Regions from separate parts of the Triticum aestivum genome. Here region 1 is linked to region 2. The links are chromatin contacts, called in public Hi-C maps. All regions are on one chromosome and are shown on one strand. The core of a region is the stretch at or near the end of the contact, and the rest is flanking DNA. Distances in the headings are between cores, read along the strand shown. Region 1 holds the start of LOC123059840 (beta-1,2-xylosyltransferase XYXT1). Region 2 has its middle 43 kb from the start of LOC123059840.

Region 1 (2,700 bases), core at 160-2,659, 43 kb after region 2:
GGGCGTCGCCATTAACAGCGGCGTGGCGAATCGATGAGCGAGTTGGACCAAGACGGAATCCTTTGGGCCATTTTCTGCTGGAATGGATGTGGCAACAACCGCTCCATTGATCGATCCATCGATCTCCATCCACATACAGTATACGACGTATCGATCGATACACACGGGCGCGTCGATACGCATCGATCGCTCCATTGCAGCATCGCTGGTTACCGGTAGCACTACTAGTATTTTGGACTTTTGGACGATCTTCTTGCACGTCCTGGCTATCTGTACTGGCCACACAAACTCAGTGACTCGCAAAGAAATTTCCTTGATTCTGTTTGCGCTGCTTGTAAATCAGCCCAGGAGCCCTTGTCAGAAGACGCAGTATATAATTAAGAGGCAGAATGATGATGGCATTTAAGCAGCAGTGTTAGGAAGGAAGCCTGCCTGTTTGCTGCTGGAAGGAACTGACCACTTGGCCGACTGAAGGAAGGAATCATCGGCCGATGGCGACTGCTATCTGCCCGCTGAGAAACACCATTAGTAAATGCATGCATGCACGCAGAAGCCCCAGCATTACTACTAGTTCAATCCATTAGTGGTGGTACGTGTGGTCCGTAGTAGATGGAGAGCATTAACATTGCTGATCTTGGCAGCGGCAGTGATTAACAGTCCCGGGTAATCAGTGACCGCATGTGTGTTTGCGTAAGCCGCACTGAAGGTGGGAACAAGGCCCCCGATTCGTGCCGTGCGGTGCGATGCACGGACGGGGACCCATGCCGGTCGGGATTTCCTTTGCGGCCCACCAGCGGGCGGACAGGCACGCGAAGCAGGGCAAATATTTCGTCAGTGCCGATTAAATGAGATGAGCACACCCTCCCAATAGATGGATGCACGGACGGGCGGACGAAAGGAGCACCTGATCTGAATCCGATCTCCCAGGAGCCAGGATCCATCCAGCCAGCCAGCAGGAGAGCAGGCAGCGTCGGTGCTCCTCCCTCCGGTGATCCAATCACGGAGCACACGTTCGCAGCAGTAGCAGCCGCTCCCCACTCCGTCCCGTCCTTCCCTCACTTGGTCAGGCATCTCTCCACCCTTCACGGGAACACACAACAACGCGTACTACTCGTACTCCTACTAACAGTACAGCTTGATTGAAACGGGGAGGGGAGAAAGCCACGCAGTTTATTTATATTGATTTTCTTTGTGGCAAACAAGGCCACGAGTTACGGAGGGATTACTGGAGAAAGAAAAGCCTTGCCTTGCCATGCCTCGCTCGCCCGTCTCTTCTTCTTCTCCTCGCTTTCGCACGCTCAGCTTGCTCCATATTACTACCACTGAATCTGCTGCTATTTAGTGTACAACTACTGCTAGCTCACGAGTTACGGTTAGTTAAGTAGTATAAGTAAACGCAACGCGTCGCTCGCCCCACACCCGCTGCCGCTGCTTGCTCCGGCGCTGCCTGTAAGCATGTGAGGTCAGCTCAGGCTCTCTCTCGCTCGCTAGCCCAGAGATATATACGCGCCGCGCCCCTGCTCTGCTCCGCTCACCCTCCACCTCGACACCTCTCTCTCTCTCTCCCTCGCGAGCAGAGAGTCAGACACAGCCCAACCGAGCAAGGAGAGCAAGGAGAGCAGAGCGGCGGCGGGCATGGAGGGCGGCAAGGCGGCGGCCTACGCCCACCACCACGACACCGCCAGGCTGCTCAAGGCCTTCAGCCGCACCGTCGAGCCGCGCAACTTCGGCATCGGCCTCGTCGCCGGATTCCTCCTCGTCACCTGCGCGTACTTCTCCACCGCCAAGTTCGACGCCATCCACATCGCGCCCCTCGGTAAGCCACCCCCCTCCCCCTCTCCTCCCTCCGCGCATCTGCATTCGCTTCCCGCTTCCTCTACCCCCCTTGTCCCCCGCGGCTCTGACGGACCAATCTCGACGTGTCTGTGTGCAGTCAGCCCCCTGGAGACCCGGATTGGCTCGCCGGTGAGTGCCGCCGCCGCCGGCTCCAAGACCCAATTAGGTGCTTAATCCATCCCCCGCGCCAACATTTCGGCCGAATCTATCTTGCCAATCGACAAGTTTGACTGACGGCCTTCTTTTCTTCAGATTTGGGCGTGCCGGGGCAGGACGCGGCATTATCCGGGGAGGGGAGCAAGGCCGAGGTGCTGGACACGGACGGCGACGACCACACGACCACCTCCCCCTCCTCCTCTTCACCGCAAGGTAAACAACAAATCATTTGCTTATTACACTGTCTATGTATGCGTCAGGCGGTCCGGCCATGGCCATGGCTAGAGGCCACGAGCTGCCGCGGCCGCCGCCCGCCGCTACTTGGCTGCTTCTACCGGCTCGCACGCAACGTCCATCCAGGCAATCCGGTGACAAAGACTGGTGTATTTTTTTTAATCTCCCCGTTCCTTTTCGCTTTAGATTTGGTCCACGATGCGTCGCTGGCGGACACGAAGAAAGATGACACCTTTGCCGTGGAGGCCGCCAAGGACGATGACGCCGCCGGCGCTCTTCTCCCTCCCCTGTCGGCAAACGGCACGCAAGAGGAACAAGGTGAGTGAGGATCCAATCGACCAACCAATTAGTTAGTAGTAGATAAGATGCGGCTTCGCATAATTGTTTTGTTCTTGGGGGAAAAGGGAGTTAGTAGTTGTTGGATTTGACAAGCCGAGCTTTGTGGGTGTTTGGTTGGTCAGGTGTTCTTGAGGA
Region 2 (2,700 bases), core at 60-2,559:
TGTGATTAACCTAACTTAAAATCCGGTGGTTGCATTGACAAGGTGCTAATGCAGGAGATCAACAACCCCTGTCAAGTTTTCCATGCCATGGTTAATGAAAATCCTAGTCCTAAGACAGGTGGGTTACAGACATGGTCACCTATTTGCAACCAGAAATTAGCGCCTCGGGCTGTAAGTTAACTTCCGTAGGATTTTTCGGTATGTCCAACAACAGTCCATCGTTAATTATTCAGATCAGCAATTATTCCTTTGACTAAGCAGAGCAGACCAAACTTACTAATCGTCAACCAGAAAAGAAACTAAACTTACTTACTACCCCAAGATTAAGAAAAACTACAATAGTCTATATTGAATTCATGCCGCAACCAACTCATCCAGAAGCCCGAACTATGGGAGGGGGCTGGATATTATGCTTCAAATACCCTCACGTCTATGGCGCCAGACCATAATTATTTATTGCGTTCGTTGGGTTTCAAGCCCTGACCTCTTTGTTGCAAGTTTTGTATGTGCGAGCAATATATTTCAATAGTCCATGTTTGCAAGCTTTTTTCTGCGTATAATAGGTTAGAGGTTAGACGTGGTAGACGTGCTCGGCCGCTAAGTAGTAAATGTGGTTTGTGTACCTAAAGCACGGTAAACATAAATGGTTAACTTCTTTGATGTCGACCCATCAATGCAATTCATAGTGATGCGAGAAGCACAAATGGCCTCACGCAAGACCAATAGAGTTGCTCGCTTGATTCGGAGAAAACCGTGCGAAAACGTAAATGTGAACCCAAAACACAGAAAATAAAACGCTCGAATGACACAGAATGTCGTTCCATAAAAACAAAAAACTTCAAACCGAGACGCGATGACGTCTTGTCCGTGTTTTGTAAGGAAGTTGACTTTTCTCTGACAATGGCATCTCTTTCTGTCGGTGACAACATTGAGAACACGAAGGTTGTGCACGACGATTGGTGAGCAGGGCATCCCGGTTCGGTACGTGGCTACATTCCCTGTAGGCACCCACAATGGTTGGCCGAGCTTGTATTTTTGAACTAGATCACAGCCAACGGCCGCATAATAAACCGATGAACAGCGAATCTTCCTCTTCTGAACTGCTCCCCTCGTACGTACGTACTCCATACATGCCAGATTTGCAAGATCGTATTCATTGAAGTTTACAGTTAACCTACATGTACAGCGACTGGGTACGTGCTAGCTCTCTCCGTGTCTCATATGGACCACACCACGTCACCGGGCGCACGGGTCACGGTCGAGATGGCAACGGCGCAACAACGGCCCCTGCCTGCCTGCCTGCCGACTAGCTTCGCTCGCTAGGCGACGGCGCATCAAGCTAGCTGCAGACACGTATGCTTTTGCCGGCCTGGCTATAGATGCATGGCTAGGAGGGTGCTTGGATACAAGGGACTATTTTTAGTCTGATTAAAAATAGTTTCTTTTAGAGGCTAAAGTTCCAAGCACTTCTGACTAAAGAGAGGCTAGGACTAGTCTTGAGACTAAAATCTTTTAGTCATGGGAAACCTACTAAAATATGTATTAGCTCTCTCTCTCCTCATTTAATTCCTCTCCTTAGTTCTGGATTGGAGGGTTTGGAGGATAATAAATGCTCAATAACTAGATTTTAGTCTCTTTAGTACTTGGATCCAAGCATGGGTGAGACTAGCAAGTTTTAGTCCCACTACTTTTAGTCATGGGACTAAAACGTATCCAAGCATGCTCTAGGTCGTTGCCTCTCGTCAACATCACAAGTTTCCGACCGGTTTACCGCGAGAAGACAAATAAGCTACCCCTCCGTCCTTAAATTAGTGTCTTAATCTTAGTATAATGATTTTTTTACAGGATTAACCTTAGTATAACTTTGCTAGTACAAAGTTAAGACATTTATTTTGAGACGGTGGGAGCATTTCATTTTGTTCACGTACCATGTGACGTGTATTCGCCTCTACTCGTGTGACCCGCACTCTGTATATATCCATGAAAGTAACGGAGCCATCATATAATGTTCTCTTGCTAATTGACTCAACTGACCAACGTCACCAACCCGTGATGTAACTGGTAATGTTATTGTGGTTCTTGGTCGAGAGCGACCTATGGATGAGAGCTGGGAGTTACTCATTTCAAAGATCACTCTCAACTCCCTTGCCGTGATCTGGGAGTTATTCCTTTTTTCGTCGATTCGTTTATTCGAAACGTTTTATCTCTTAAACCTTGTGTCCAAATCTCAAACCGTTTCACCGTTGGATTCCTCGCATTGAGATCTTCAAAACTACATACCATGTTGATAGGTTTTGACGAACTTTTTCTTACGAAAAAACCGGACCAGGAGCACGTTTTTCTCCCTTTCCAAAAGCCGTTTCCGAGAGACACGGTCGTGCCTGTAGCGGAAACAAAACCGTGACTCTCGCGAAAAAAGAGAAAATGAGTTTTTTTTTGTTTCTAAGAGGCATGGTCGTGCCTCTCGCGGAAACATAACCATGCCTCTCGTGGATGCAAACCGTGCCTCACATGAAAGGAAAAAAATGAGTTTTTTTCATTTCGGAGAGGCACGGCCACGCCTCTCGCGGAAGAGAAAAATGAAAGGGTATCTTTTTTCTTTTCATTTCAAAGAGGCACGGCCATGCCTCTTGTGGAAGAAAAAAAATGGAAGGGTATTTTTCTTTCCATTTCAAATAGGCACGGCCGTGCCTCTCGTGA

Evidence for each region. A called contact is a pair of places that touch in the nucleus more often than the background predicts.
Region 1: a contact with region 2 is called in a Hi-C map of an unstated tissue, with 4 times the contacts expected there. The contact joins the promoter of LOC123059840 here to the enhancer-like site in region 2. A contact is called at or near these places in 4 of 5 Hi-C or Micro-C datasets (leaf and an unstated tissue).

The regions. Positions count from the first base shown.
Region 1 is chr3A:13,133,453-13,136,152 of IWGSC CS RefSeq v2.1, forward strand. It overlaps LOC123059840 (beta-1,2-xylosyltransferase XYXT1), which reads left to right and starts at 1,410. Exons shown (of 6, transcript XM_044482362.1): 1 at 1,410-1,816; 2 at 1,934-2,002; 3 at 2,089-2,205; 4 at 2,413-2,544; 5 at 2,688-2,700. The coding sequence starts at 1,636.
Region 2 is chr3A:13,090,957-13,093,656 of IWGSC CS RefSeq v2.1, forward strand. No RefSeq gene overlaps it. Among protein-coding and RNA genes, the nearest start is that of LOC123059840, 43 kb to the right of the region's middle. Within about 2 kb of position 1,310, at least 4 of the 8 cell types and tissues checked have an H3K27ac peak or open chromatin away from gene starts, as enhancers often do. A contact at or near this core is called in leaf, where this site is marked.